Regions from separate parts of the Mus musculus genome. Here all the other regions are linked to region 3. A link is a contact called in public Hi-C and Micro-C data. All regions are on one chromosome and are shown on one strand. The core of a region is the stretch at or near the end of the contact, and the rest is flanking DNA. Distances in the headings are between cores, read along the strand shown. Region 1 holds the start of Nat8l (N-acetyltransferase 8-like). Region 2 holds the start of Nkx1-1 (NK1 homeobox 1). Region 3 holds the start of Fgfr3 (fibroblast growth factor receptor 3).

Evidence for each region. Hi-C and Micro-C count contacts between places; a contact is called where the count stands out from the background.
Region 1: a Micro-C map of embryonic stem cells shows a contact between it and region 3, with 3 times the contacts expected there. The contact joins the promoter of Nat8l here to the promoter of Fgfr3 in region 3. A contact is called at or near these places in 4 of 39 promoter capture datasets (embryonic stem cells, hematopoietic stem and progenitor cells, neural stem cells and 1 more), 7 of 484 Hi-C or Micro-C datasets (all in embryonic stem cells), 3 of 115 datasets of contacts at active chromatin or transcription factors (embryonic stem cells and pancreatic cancer cells) and 1 of 9 other capture datasets (liver).
Region 2: a Hi-C map of embryonic stem cells shows a contact between it and region 3, with 5 times the contacts expected there. The contact joins the promoter of Nkx1-1 here to the promoter of Fgfr3 in region 3. A contact is called at or near these places in 7 of 39 promoter capture datasets (the 3T3-L1 cell line, embryonic stem cells, hematopoietic stem and progenitor cells and 1 more), 24 of 484 Hi-C or Micro-C datasets (differentiating embryonic stem cells, embryonic stem cells, stem cell-derived epiblast-like cells and 1 more), 5 of 115 datasets of contacts at active chromatin or transcription factors (all in embryonic stem cells) and 2 of 9 other capture datasets (adipose tissue and embryonic stem cells).

What each region holds. Positions count from the first base shown.
Region 1 is chr5:33,994,190-33,998,845 of GRCm38.p6, forward strand. Nat8l (N-acetyltransferase 8-like) reads left to right here and starts at 1,795. Exons shown (of 3, transcript NM_001001985.3): 1 at 1,795-3,021; 2 at 4,180-4,344. The coding sequence starts at 2,655.
Region 2 is chr5:33,432,006-33,436,620 of GRCm38.p6, forward strand. It overlaps Nkx1-1 (NK1 homeobox 1), which reads right to left and starts at 2,085. Exons shown (of 2, transcript NM_011320.1): 1 at 1,620-2,085. The coding sequence starts at 2,085.
Region 3 is chr5:33,719,940-33,724,553 of GRCm38.p6, forward strand. Fgfr3 (fibroblast growth factor receptor 3) reads left to right here and starts at 1,785. Exons shown (of 18, transcript NM_008010.5): 1 at 1,785-1,989; 2 at 2,367-2,572. The coding sequence starts at 2,470. RefSeq lists promoters at 1,630-2,470, 1,630-1,834 and enhancers at 1,990-2,366, 2,197-2,255.

The DNA.
Region 1 (4,656 bases), core at 545-3,044, 270 kb after region 3:
TGGCCTGGAAATATTATTGCAGAATTCCCATTTTGGTGGCACCTCTTCGCGGCTTTTGAGCCTGTTTCTCTTCTCTGTGCTTTGGGCTCTCCTGCTCTCTTAAAGGCTCCTGTCCTCCCCCAGTCCCCAGTGGTTTATAGCTTTCAGCATCGAGCCCAGGGCCATCTCCCAGGACTACCTTGGCTGTGGATATTCCCACTACCCACTCCTTTTTCTCTACATTTTCAGTATGGGGTTCTTCTTCCCCAAACAGACCCTGGGGCAGCCATGCCAGGCAAGGATAAGTCCTCTTTACCCAACATCCTTAAAGAACACACCGTGGTTGGAGGGCTGCCCTATTAAGGAAGCATTCCTAACCCATGAATGTTCAGGTGTAGGGTCCAGGGCACCCGTCCCCACTCTGTCTCTGAAATCTTGATAGACGTCTTTACCCCTGCCAGGCTGTAGGCAGGCACTTCTAGGCTCCTGGAAGGTGCATTCAGCTGCAGGATGTGAGGAAGCCAAGCTGGGTCTCCTGAGTCTTCCTACACACCCAGGCAGAGGAGTGTGTAAGCCATCGTGGGGAGCTCGGGAGAGGTAGAGTGGCTCTAGGCTGCTGCTTTATTAAAGAGGACCTTGATGCCACCCAGGAATGGCCTAAGGGAGAACGGCAGAGGGCGCCCCACGACAGGAAGGAGGAACAGGGCTAAACAGGGCCATGGATTGTCCTGCTGTCTGCGCAACTCCTAGGGTAGTATCTTTAAGTCTCCAAGACCCTGGGCTCCAGTCTTGGCCCCTTCACGCTTTCAGACGGTTCCGATGTGTTGGTTATAGCGCAGGCCACCATCATGGCCATGGGGGCGGGGGCGGGGTGGGCAAATGATTATAGGAGGACCGGGGCAATGGAAGGAATGGTTAGGCAGACCAGGGAATGGGTGCTCTGCAGAACTGAGGGGGATTCTGGTCGCGCTGATGTGAGTCTTGCAAATCCCCTAGGCCCGGAGGTGCAGAAAGACGAAGGAGCAACTCTGGTCAGGGGTGTGGAGAGATACCCTATAGGCACCGGACCATTTTGTTGCTTCTAAGGCTTACAGGCTTCAGTGACCCGCAAACCTAGGGTCCTGAGTCAGAACTTCTTGGCTCCACCAGATGGGTCCTCAATGCTCAGCCTCACTTTCCTCGGGGCCCTTCTGCCTGACTGTCCTCAGCCCTTACAGGCCGGCACTGGTCCTGCAGACCACCCAGCCAACCTCGGGACTCAGGAGAAGTCAATGTGGCTAGTCGGTGCCCCGGCCTGTTCAGATACTATCAGTGAGTTCCTTTGAAATATTGAGAGATTTAGCATCAGTGTCCAGGAAGGTCGCCTCTGGGACCCAGATAAGTCCCACTCCCCCGCCCCCGTGTCTCGAAAACAGTGAGGAAAATCCTCTCTAGCCTGACCCTCTCCTTCTCAGTCCCCTTGTGCTGACAACCCTGGCTGTTTGATTACCCTACTCCCAGGTTCCATTTGCGAGACAGGCCCCTTCAGTCTCTAGGTGACCTTAGCCGTTCTGCTGGCTCCAACAATGGTGCGGCATAACGCAGACTGAGGGTCCTCCGGCCCGGAGAGGGTCTCCGCGAGCACGAGGATGATTCGGCTTTGGGGGTGCCCATTCCCGTGACCTAGGAAAGTGGATATGCCACTACGCATTCCCCACTCCATGCGCGCCCTGTCTGCTGCGTCTGCACGTCTTGCTCCGGGGGACTGTGAGACCGCGGCTCTGAAGCGAGCCCCCGCTGCACCTGCACCAAGGCCACGGGGCGCATGCGCGGACCGCGGAAGGCGGGGGCCGAGCCGGGAGGGGTCCTGCAATTCCGCAGGTCCGCTGCCGGGAACGGTCGGGTGTCAGATTGGAGTGGGGTGGGGTTCGGCTGTCAGGCAGCGCGTGCATCAAACCACATTTCAGCCGCGTCCTCACTCTCTCAGTCCGTTCGGCCCCGGCCGCGGGCTCGGAGGGCGCCTGCCAAAGGAACACGGGGCCCCTCACGAGGACTTCGGCCGGGCGCCGCGTACAGACAAAGGGGTGGGAGATGGAGACACTTCCGTGATTACTGCCAGCGGCCGCGGAAGAAGAGGACGCTTTGCTGCAGGAACGCAGGTCCGAGCGCAGCGGCAGCTTTGCGGGAGCTCAGGGGCGGGGTAGGAGGCGTCCATCACTCTCCGACCTCCTGGCGAGCCTCAAGCCCCTTACGCAGCGCCTCTCTGAGCACCCTGTCCCTGCTGTCGTTCACTGAGGACCACTTCCTCGCACGCTCTCCGTTCGGCCCCTCCGTGCTCCCGCGGTCCGCCAGCCACGCAGCCCAAGTGTGCCATCGGGCGGGCGCAGAGGCGGCGTCTGCTCCCACCCCCGAGATCACATGGTGACCCTCGGCAGCCAATGCAGTGGACGCTAGGACCCTGCGGGACCCCGGGCGCCGCGACTGCACCGGCGCCGCTGCATTATAAATACTTCTCCAAAATGCGGCGCAGCTCCCTGCGCGCGCCCCGGCCGCCCGCCGCCTCCGCCCTGCGCCCCTGAGCCGCTGCCGCCGCCGCTGCCGCCGCGGGTCCGAGGGCGCCGCGCCCTTGCCCTGGGCTCGGGCTCTGCCCGCTGCCGCCGGCTCGCGTCCTCGCGCTGCGCCGCCCGGCCGGGTGCATGCATTGTGGGCCTCCCGACATGGTCTGCGAGACGAAGATCGTGGCTACGGAGGACCATGAGGCACTGCCGGGGGCCAAGAAGGACGCGCTGCTCGTCGCCGCCGGAGCCATGTGGCCCCCGCTGCCCGCCGCGCCCGGGCCGGCCGCCGCACCCCCACCCGCGGCAGGTCCCCAGCCCCACGGAGGCACCGGGGGCGCGGGGCCGCCGGAGGGGCGCGGCGTGTGCATCCGCGAGTTCCGCGCAGCCGAGCAGGAGGCGGCGCGCCGCATCTTCTACGACGGCATCTTGGAGCGCATCCCCAACACGGCTTTCCGCGGCCTGCGGCAGCACCCGCGCACCCAACTGCTCTACGCCCTGCTGGCCGGTCAGTGCGCCGCGGGGGGCGGGGGGCCGGCGGGGCTGCGGCAGTCCCGCACCGGCCCGGCTCCAGCGGGTCCAGCGGACCCCTCCGGGGACCGTCGCGCTTGACTCTCTTTGCCTTCCTTCTGGGTTCCCATCTCGGAGCCCCGGTGCCGCGTCGGTACGCTGGACCGGTTGGGAGGAGACCCGCTTGCACCAGCGGCGCAGCGCTCCGGGCTTTCGGCCAAGGCTCCTGGGCCGGGCGTGGGAACCAGCGCGGGCTGAGTGCAGGGCGCTGCGGACTGGGAAACACAGGGTTGGCAACTCAGTCCGCGGCGCCCGTTCTTTCCGTCGCGGGGCATCCCGGGTGGGGGCGGCGTGACAGGGCAGGTAGCGCTGCAGCTGCGGCCCGGCGCGACAACTATATATATAATCTTTGGGCGGGGGAGGCCGCCTGAGGCTCAAGTGCTAATTTATGACGGGAAGACAGCCAGCTCCGCGGGGAGCCAGGGAGACTGTTCGCCAGAGCCAGGGATACAGGGAGGATACCCTCTGCTGTCTGAAGCACACCCCCTCCCATTCCATGCCATCCCATTCTGCAGATGAGGAGCTTGAGGCGACTCACCCAAGGTCATTCGGAGGAGACAACTTTTGCTCTTGTGCGTTTTTTTCCTCCTCCACAGCACAAATGAAGTTGGAAACGGTGTGGTGCTTGTCGCCCGACTCTGACAGCCTAGTGGGCTCTGAAGCTGCCCAGGGAGGGCTCTAGTTGGGTGCCTTCTCAGCCCGGCGCAGGATGACCTGCTTGCATAGGCAGTGTCCTGGTGTCTCTGTCCAGCTCTTTGACTTAGCACCAGGCTAGGTGGAGTAGGCAAGAGACCCTTTGGAAACTGGGGGAACCAAGGGCTGACCAGCACTGGTCTGGCCTAGGCTGTATTGTGGACCTTTGTTTCAGGTTGTGAAGGTAGCAGGTGTTTACGCCAGAGAGCTTGGAAATGAGGAAGCGTAGAGAGGGACTGCGGCCATGACTCCTACACAGAGAAACAGTCCCTGGTGGGGAGCACCCCTAAGCACTGATTTACCAAGGTGGTTTGGACTCCGGGTGCCGTGGGACCTACCCATGTCCAGCCTGGCCGCGTGCCTCTCTGCACCTGCCACCTCACCTGTGCCCCCTTGCCTGCAGCCCTCTGTTTTGCTGTGACCCGCTCACTGCTGCTGACATGCCTGGTGCCGGCCGGGCTCCTGGCCCTGCGCTACTACTACAGCCGCAAGGTGATTCTGGCCTACCTGGAGTGTGCGCTGCACACGGACATGGCTGACATTGAGCAGTACTACATGAAGCCACCTGGTGAGTTCTGGAATTCTCCAACTCTGCCTACTCCCTCCCTCTTCCCCTTCAGGCACAAGAGGGCCTAAGCTGTGGGATCCTGGTGTTCTGAGTCTTCTGAATGACTGAGGCTTCTAGCTAAGGGTGGCGTGTCAGCAGGGGAGAGCCAGAAAGAAGTCCTTCCCTTGGTGGCCTGGCTCCACTGTGTCCTCTGTTGGACACCTTTTCTTGCTACCTGCCGTTTGTTTGTCTGTTATGGGGTGAAGTCCTGGCTGGATCTTGAGCCAGCCGAGAGTGCTCAGGGTGGAGGAATCCTGGGTGACACAGGAGATG
Region 2 (4,615 bases), core at 835-3,334, 290 kb before region 3:
ATTACAGCGGGCGCGGGGCCAGCCAATTACCGCACAGTTAATAGCTGGAGGGGCGCGAGGCCTGGGGTGGGGTCGGCCGGCTGTGAGGAGGCCACTTCTGAAAACCAAAATCGGTCGTCTGGGAGCTGTCCCTACCTCAGGCTTCAGGCCCTGAAAACTAGGCGTCGCAAAGTGCTGACTTCCCTGCGGACCTCTGGGGCCCACCAACCAGCTCCCCAGCGACTCTGTCTTAAGCGGGCTCCAGCTTCCCGTGGGCTGGTTGAGTTTGGAGGCTGGGAAAGCGTATTGTGAACCTCTAAGCAGGGCCCTGGGAGGGAGTATGAGCGCTAATCCCGCTGCATCCAGAGAGATGCTGCCGCCATGACTGCATTTTGCCTCTGAAATTTTGCAAGGCTGTCTGTCTGCTCTGCAGGAATCTGAGGACCTTTCATGCCCCTCACCCACAGGTGGTCTTTAAATGCCAGAGGAGGCCTCCACGTTTTCCGACCCAGGGCCGGTGTTCAGCTCTCAGATCGAGTTGACGCTGACATACTGGAGCATAAAATCGCAACTCGAAAATAACCCAGCTCAAATGACCCAGGTCGCATGAAGAGTGCGGGTGTCCTGTCCTCAACTCCCAGGTCTTAGCAGGACAACTATTCCCTCAGGCGACACGTAGCCAGTCATCCCTGCCCCAGCCCTGCCTGGCTGCCCTCTCCCAACTGTGCAGCGCTCGCTCCCTCCCTACACAGCTCCAGCAGGCAGCCGCGAGTTCCTCGTAGACCAACCCCTTGGCGGAGAGAGGGGTCCAACTGCAGCCTGCATGGCCTGCCCTTCCTCTCTCTAGGAACGGAAGGTCAATGCAACCGCGTTGGTAGAGCTGGCGGCCCCAGTCCAGTTCTCCCTGAGCGTTCTGGTCCATGAGAGGCGCAGGGGCCAAGAAGTTAGAGGAGGACGGGGGAGGGGCACAAAAAGCAATCAGGAGCTGGTCGAATGCAATTCGCGATCAATAGCGGCCCCTAATAAGTGTAATAGGTTTTAATCGAGTAATTATCCGAATTTTGACCCTATAATTTAGATGTTCGGGGGGAGTTTGCAAGGTGCTTGAAAGAGATATGCATGCGCCGTAATGGGATATCGACCGCAAAGGGGGCGCGGGCCGCCCCATTACCGGCCGCTTTCCGCCGCTAAGCACATTTCCCTTTAACTGTAATCGAAGGGATTTAATTGTTTTTCCAGAGATAACCAGCGTTTTGTCACAATTAGTCTGATTTGTCCAAAGGGGGAGGGCCGGGAAGGCCACGGTGGGGGTGGGTAAGTCACCAAGTCAGTCGCCGCATGTCCCTTTGCCTCCAGCACCAACTACCCTCCAACACCAAAGATTGACTAGATGAATCCTGGACCGTAGTCGCAACCCCAAGGCCCCAGATTTGGCCCAACAGAACCTTTCCAGAAGCGTGCAGCAGTGAGGGCCCTAGAGTCCGGGTCGGGAGGAGGCCACGGATGCTTGGGGCGGACCCCGCGCTCTGCGAACTTTCCACAGAGCCCGGCGGCGCTTGGGTCAGGCCCAGCTCGCCGGGAGCATAAACATTCCGGAGCAGTCGGTGTCCTCGCCCCTATCACCAACCCCTTATACTCACTTGTAGGCTCAGCTCCCGCGGCCGCTGCGACTCCTGTGGCGGCGGAGAGGGCTCGGCGTTCTAGCTCTGCGCGCGGCGAACGTCCGGAGGCAGCGGGGACCGCGACGCACGCGGCCGGGGCGCATGGGGCACACGTAGCGGGCACCACAGGGCCCAGTAGCACGCAGCGGCGTCTCCTACTGTTGAACTTGTTGGGATCTAGGATGTCCAACACGGAGAAGGAGGTGGGGCGCGGGGGCGCGGCGGGCCGGGCCGCTCCAGCCCCCTCTGGCACCGCGGGAACAGTGTCGCTGGCCGCGAGCGGTGGCACTCCAGCCCGGGGAAAGATGGGCAGCTCAGCTCGTCCGTCCATAGTGTCCCGAGCTGTAGCCGCAGGAGCCGGCGGTGCGGGCCCCGAGCCGGGCCCGGGCGGTGGCGGTGGCAGCGCGGGGACGTCCCCGGGTGCCGCCGGGCCGCTGGTACTCATGCGGGCCTCGGGCCGCTCAGGCGGCTCGGGCCCCCGCTACCTACTGGGATCCCATCCCTGCGCCCCGCAAAATCAGCCTCAGCCCAGCTGTTCCCGCTCTGCTGGTGCTGCCTGGCCTTGCCTCCGCCACCGCTTCAGGCGCCCGCCGCGCCGGGCCAGTGCATTTATGGCGGCCCCGCCGGAGGCGCCCACGCGCCCACACGCCGCACACACGTGCGCCCGCAGGCGGCCGCAGGGTTCCGCTTCCCTCGTTAGCGCTCACGCCTAATTGGCTGCGAACGGTCCCAAGCGGAGTAGGCGGGCCCGGTACGGGACTCACGGACTGAGCCGCAGAGACGGACAGACAGACGCCCTGCCCGGAGCCAGAGCACAGTCCACTGGAGGCTGGGGTGCTCAGCACCGTGCCGCTGCGCCTCCGCGGGGCTGGAAACTGCGTGCCCGCCTCCTTGGCGAAGGGGGAGGAGACAGTCGCCTTTTAAATAATTGCGGGATCAGTTGGCTGTGGAGGGCTGCAGAGGCCCCAGGACGTGGGAACCCACGCGCCCCGAGTTGGCCTGGACATCCCAGCTCAGGGTACCGCTAAGGCAGGTCTCTCCTGCTGCCGTGGCACGCGGGGTTCTGGGCTATCCTGGCACCAGGGGCTCTCGCGCCTTCCGCTGCTAGGACGGAAAGGGAGAGAGGGGTTCTTGCGGGTTCTGAGTCTCTCCAGGGTCTTCAGCCCCTTGTGGGGCGTGTTCCCAGAGTTTCGGTTTCCGCTGCCCTCGATTGCTGTTTTTCCGCGTCTGGAGCAATCTGGTCAGAATCTCTGTCCCTCCATCCTCACTGGCTTTGACTCCCGCCCCCTTGGCTGGATCAAATTAGGGACGACTCGAAATCCCCCGCAAGAGGCGGGGCTGGCGCCCGCGAGTGACGCTCATTAGAAGTGGAATCGAAATGAGTAGGGCTAGACGGCCGTCCTAGTCCCCGCCCCCCCCCCAAAGGGTGACCGAAAAATCGCACAAATAGCAGGTGGCCTACATAAAGATCGATACCCTTCATGTAACGGGAAAATATGTGTTTCTTCCAGAAATAATACGGAAACTGTCCTCTTCCCCATCCCTAACAAATCAGAAGGGCCGTTTGAGGCCTGAGCGTTTGTGCACCGTCTTGTCCAGTCTGGAGATTTACAGGACAGTCTCGGCGGACGACCTCGGAAGGTCGAGCCCGGCTTTGGAGGATGAGGGTCAGGTAGCCGATGCTTCGCTTCCTAGTTTTCCTCCTCCTCTCGCTCAGGCCAATGAGCTGACCCGCCTCTGAAGGACCCAGGTGGGACCCGGCGATGGAACTGGCGTGCCCAGAGTGTGAGTGTGTGCGCCTACGACGTGTGCTCCAGCGGGTATGCATTCCTCCTCCCACTACGGTCCCGAGAGCCTGCTCTGCACAAGGACGGTCCTTTGCAATTACCGCGGGCAATGATCCTTCGGAAGCAGAAATTAAAAGTTAGGAGAAATAATGGGGGACCGATCGCCTGTAATTTGGGCCAAGCTCGGACATGCTGAGCCTCTGGGAGGCTGGGACAGGAGGCAGAAGGAGGGGGGCAGGGCTCTCCTCCCCTCAGTTTCTTCCCTGCCCCCTCCCACCCTCACCGCGCTGGTCCATCCTGAGATTCTAATCAGACCCACAACACTGTGTCCTTCCTTGCCAGGACCTGATTATTCTTTATCTTTAAATTATAAATCACCTCTGGGGAAGGAGGGTGGGTAATCTCTCATCACAGTGAGGTAATTATCTTCTTCCCGCCCCCATCTTGGTCTTTGCTCCCTTCCTCTTCTCAACTGAGTTTGAATATAGATGTACACGCCCCATTCTCTTACAAACACACACACACACACACACACACAGAGAGAGAGAGAGAGAGAGAGAGAGAGAGAGAGAGAGAGAGAGAGAGAGAGTCACACTCATTCAGAAGCCGCCAACACACAAGCAGGAATTCATTCATGAGCACCCACACCCAGTCAGAAGGTGGCTCAAAAGGGCAGTGCGCTGCACCCCGTCACCCCTCCCCCATCTGCTCCTCCTTCCACTTCCTGTCTCTTTTAAGTCCTTTGGTGAGGACTGCACACAGACCGGCTGCCAAGTCCCCATCTTCTTTGCTTCCCCAGGAAGCAGAGCCACTGGGTGCAGAAGGGAGCTTCTTTTGGGAGGGGAGGGCAGGGGAGGACAGGCCTCATGTGCAGAGCTGGCTCTGGGTAGTGGAGACTCTGGGACATCCCTACAAGCACCCACACCCCCCCACACACCCCCCCACACACACATTTGTCACTAGCACAAGTCAGCAGAGGGGTGAATGTTGGCAAACATTTAACAGCAGCTGCAGCACCCACACCTTACTGGGTTGGAGCTGGCCTGGCTGCACTCTCAGCCATGACACCTGCCTGTGAGGAAGTACAATGACCTGTGTAGCCCTTTCTGTGCAGCCTTCCTTCAGGACAAGCAAATGCAAGCAAAGTGGTGTTTCCTAGAACGTGAGTTGTAGACTGCAGCTAAGACA
Region 3 (4,614 bases), core at 535-3,034:
TGGTCTACAAAGTGAGTTTCAGGACAGCCAGGGCTACAGAGAAACCCTGTCTCGAAAAACCAAAAAAAAAAAAAAAAAAAAAAAAGGAATACAAGTTGTGAATAGTTGTGAACACCACACAGCTCATTTTTAATGAAGGGGGCTGATTCCCCCCCCCCCACTGCTGCAGTTGAGCAGGGGTCTACAAGAGCTGGCCAGTGTAAGGCCACAGGGTTGGGGGAGGATCAGAGGAGTGGGAGTACCCTGCTTAGAGTCCTCTTTCCTGCATGTGTAGCCCATTGGAAAACAAGGTAGCTTGAGAGAGATGGTCTGTTGGGCCATGGGGTTCAGAGAACAACCAACACTGGCCTGAGATTCCTGACTGGGTATTTCTAACAAGGAGGTCATCTCAGAAATAAAGAAGTATTGCTGTTTGGATGGATGCTCAGCTCCCAGTTACAGAGTGTGGAGGGTTCTGATAAATCCTCCAGACGAAGGGCGTGGAAATAGGGGTCAGAGCTCACATTCTGGTTCATTTACTGATAACTAATCTGCCAATAGATTAGGGGAGAATGTCTGCTATGACCCCCTGGGGTGGCATCCTGGGAGAGGACCTGTGGGCAGCTGCCTGGGGGTGCCATGGGAACCCAGGACTGGATTCTAGCCAGTCTGCAGGGAGGGGTCCTTGGCCAGAGCAGGAGTAACAGTAGGCAGAGCTGCCCAGCTCTAGGGTGGACACACAGGGATGAGAGCATGAGGGTTCTGGGGCCAGGGCTTTCCCTGCTCAGCTATCTGGGAAAGATAAGGGTGATGAGTAAGCCAGTGAAAGGTGTTCGTAACCCACGAGCCATTCCCCCCCCCACCCCCCCCATGAGCAGTTTTAAGTTCTTCAAGCCACATACAGCCAGACTGGGCAGAAGCACTGAGCCAGGTCCCCATGTATCTGGCTCCCATAGGCTTCATCAGACCTTGTGGAACTTGTCTGAAAGTGAGACAAGGTTCCCTGCCTTGTGAGGGTAGAGAGGCCATCAGTCACAGGGTGGTTGCTGTTACAGAAGTTCTGCCAGGCAGGACCTACAGCTTGCCAGCATGATGGGGTGACCAGGCTGATCCTCCAGGGACCAGCTGTCATTGTGACACTCCCCAGATGGAATGTGTCCCACATGATGGGCGTGCTGTGCTAGGACATCCATAGGTTGGAGTTCAGGCAGCCTTAGGGTAGGGCAGGCTCCCCTGCTTTGTATCCCCAGCTCTTCTCGCTATTCCGAGAGGCTGGGTAAGTTTCTTCCAAAACCTGTGTGTTCTTGGGGAAGTGTGGACATCGTTCCTGAGCAGGATGCAGGCAGCTGGTTAGTTTGATAAATACAGCAGCGTGTCCGTCTTTTCTAGGGTGCAATCCCTGGGTCTTTCATCATGTAAACTCTGCTCCATCCTTCACTGGAAGACCTGTTCACACGTATTTGTATTTGTCTTCCTGGAACTGTCAGGCTTTGTACCTGAGGATTTAGTGCTCTTTGCACAGGGTTCATTCAGCTCAGGGGGCCAGTTCACTGTGAAGACGCCCTAACACCTAGACCCCCACCGAAGTCAACCTTCTGAGCCCTTGAGCACAGCTTTATTGGAGGGAGAAGCGTGCTGGTAGACAGTCCTGAGCTCGGCATTGCTTCAAGGGGTCGAGCGTGCGACCCTTGCCTCGCCTGCTCCGCCCCAGCTGGGCTCCCACGCCCTCTGGGACCGCCCGGCGCCCCCGCCTGACCACGCCTCTTCGGATCTCCCGCCCCCTGGCCGCCGGGGAAGGGGAGTGTTCGGGGCGTGGCGGGAGCACCCCCCAACCCCCGCCCGGGCTGCTGCGCGCCGGGCAGCCCCAGTTCAGTGCACTGTGGCAGCGGGGGTGGCGGGAGCAGCTGGCGCCGTGCGATCCACTCCGGCGGGGGGACTCAGTGGTGGGCGGCCGGCCACTGGGACAGAGGAGACCCTGGAAAAGCGGGCCGAGAGACGGAGCCGCGCGTGGTGAGTTGGGCTCTAGCGGCCGCCAGGTTAGTGTGAAGGACTCGGCTGGCACTCGGAGGTTCCGGGCGGGCTCAGAAGCAGTCAGGGGGTGAGATATGCGGGAAGTGGAGCGGTTCGTAAGTGCGGCGAGGCCGGGGCAAGGCGCGGGCTTCCCGCTCTGGAAAGTTTGCGGCTACTGCCTCCGTCCTGGGAGGGCTCTGCGGCAACCAGGGAGGGAAGGAGGAGGGAGGAACCGCGGCTGGGAGGAGGCGGCCGGCGCCAGGCAGCCCGGGAGAGAGCTAGGAGTCGGCGGGCGGGGCGGCCGGGGGTCGGGGTTCAGGAGCGAGGCCGCGCTTCCCCGCTGCCCTCCGGAGTAACTCAGTGCTCTCCTCCTGTAGTCTCCACAGAGGCGTTCTCCCACCGGCGCCGGAGCCGGGCGTGGGGGGTTGCAGCATGCCCGCGCGCGCTGCTTGAGGACGCCGCGGCCCCCGCTCTGGAGCCATGGTAGTCCCGGCCTGCGTGCTAGTGTTCTGCGTGGCGGTCGTGGCTGGAGCTACTTCCGAGCCTCCTGGTCCAGAGCAGCGAGTTGTGCGGAGAGCGGCAGGTAAGGACTGACCCAAGGTGTTCTTCTGGGGGCCGGCCCTGAATCACAGGGGCTTTGGCAATGGTGAACAGCCCTTGGGTGAGGAAGGGGCGTCGGGTTGATTAGCACCACAGGGGCTAGTGCGCCGAGGTTTGTCCCCTGCCCCGCAGATCGCTGTCAGCTCGGACGCGGCAGTTTATAGGGGTGTCTGTAGGCTGGGAGCCACCACCCAAGTGCGAGGCGTCACGTGGACCGGTGCCCGTGACGGTGGTCCCAGGCAGAGGGGCGTTGGGAAGGCGCGCGAGCTGACTTCCCACGATTCCTATTGTTGCTTCTCGAATTTGAGAGGAGGAAAAATGCCTGTTATTGATTCAGCCGTTCTCCCGGAACAGTTCTTCCTCTGCTTCAGCTAAAGGAAGGCTGGACGTTGCGGGGTGGATAGTAGTATCCCAGCCAAAGCTCAGCTTCAGGGTTTCGCATGACAAGGTGACAGCTTCAGTGCGGCTGCTCCCCTCTTATCCTGTAGGCGGCCTGAGGGGTCGGTTCCCAGGGGCGCGCACAGACTGCCCTTCAGGCCGCACGCTGGGAGATGAGGGGCGGTTGTCCCAGGATCTTGGCGCCGCCTAGGTAGTCCCGCTGGCCACCAAAGTCCGATGGGACACTTGAATGCCCTCAAACGGGGCCCGGAGGCCAAGGATGCGAAAGGGAGCCACGGTCCGCTCTGCGTCCCTTGGTTGCCCGGAGGTGCGACGCGCGCGGCCCCCGGCTGTGCCCGGTGGCAGCGTGGCAAAGCAGAGCAGCGGTCTGGCGGGAGGCCGCGCGAAGGGAGGCTTTCGCTCGGTAAGTTGTCGCCCCACCCGAGCTGAGGCCCGAACAGCCGCTCCTTTGTACCTCGGCGGCCACAAACCGCGCATTGATGGCGGCGCGGCCTCTCGGGGAGGTGCGAGTGCGGCGGGCGCAGCGGGAGGAGGCAGATGGCGGTGTGCCCCTCCCGGCGCCCCCGCGCCCCTCTCTCCAGCGGCTGCAGCCTCCTGGAACAATGTCATTTTCTTTCTTTCTTTCTTTCTTTCTTTTTTTTTATGAATGAAAGTGGGCCGGGAACTTGAATGTGCGTGTCTTTCAGCGGCGTGACAGAGGCGGTCGGGAGGTCAGCGCGCGCTTTTAGCGCCTGCTAGGACTGCCCTGCTTCCCGGGTGCCGAATGGCCCGCGAGGAGACCACATTAGCATGTGTATTCAGATGAAGATATTACTTCTTGCGTCGGGTGTCAGTGAGCTCGGGTAGGGGCGGCGGGGCGGAGCGCACACCCTCTCTGTGCCTCAGGCAGTGACGGTGGCCTCCTGGCACGACCCTGCTGCGGGAACCGAAGCTGAGCCGGGCCGCCCGGGATCGGTGGGATCGCCCGCCCCTCGCTTCTGCGTTTGAGCTTGTGAGACAGGTAGGGAATTGATAGGCCAATAAACTTAATCCGGTTCCTTAACGAGATGGGCCGGGCTGTAAAAATACAAAGACCTGGTGAAGTTTACAGAGGTCCGGGCTGGCGCTTTCCCTAGGAACATAAATTACCAAGCAGGAGCTGGCTGGGGTCAAGGGCTGTGCGGCGGGGCTAGGTACCGGCCTAACCTGGCCACCCTTGGTGAGGCAAGCCCTGCTGGTGTGCTTAGTGTGGGAGACAGTAACCCTTAGGGGATCCAGAAGTTGACCCCCAGGCCGGCTTGCAGAAGCAGGGCCTTCCACCTTCCTTGTCTCCCCCCAACCCTACCTTGCTTGCAAGGCTGGACTTTGAGCCCTGCTGGCCCTCCCAGTGGTTCATTAACCTGGGCTGATCTTAGACCCTGAAGCTTTGGCTCCTATGCTGAGCCTAGAATCCCCTTGTCCTCCAGGTCTCAGGTTTTACTTGGGACCTGGAACTCTCCCCCCACCCCCTTTTGTAGTTGGGCCTAGAAGGAAAACTAGTTACCCAGGGTGTGTTAGGGGGTAGATGATGTATTGGATAGAGGTGGCCTGCCCGGTTGAGAAATTACTGAGCTGTGAACAAAGCCACTTGGGGTTGGGGCCTGCCTC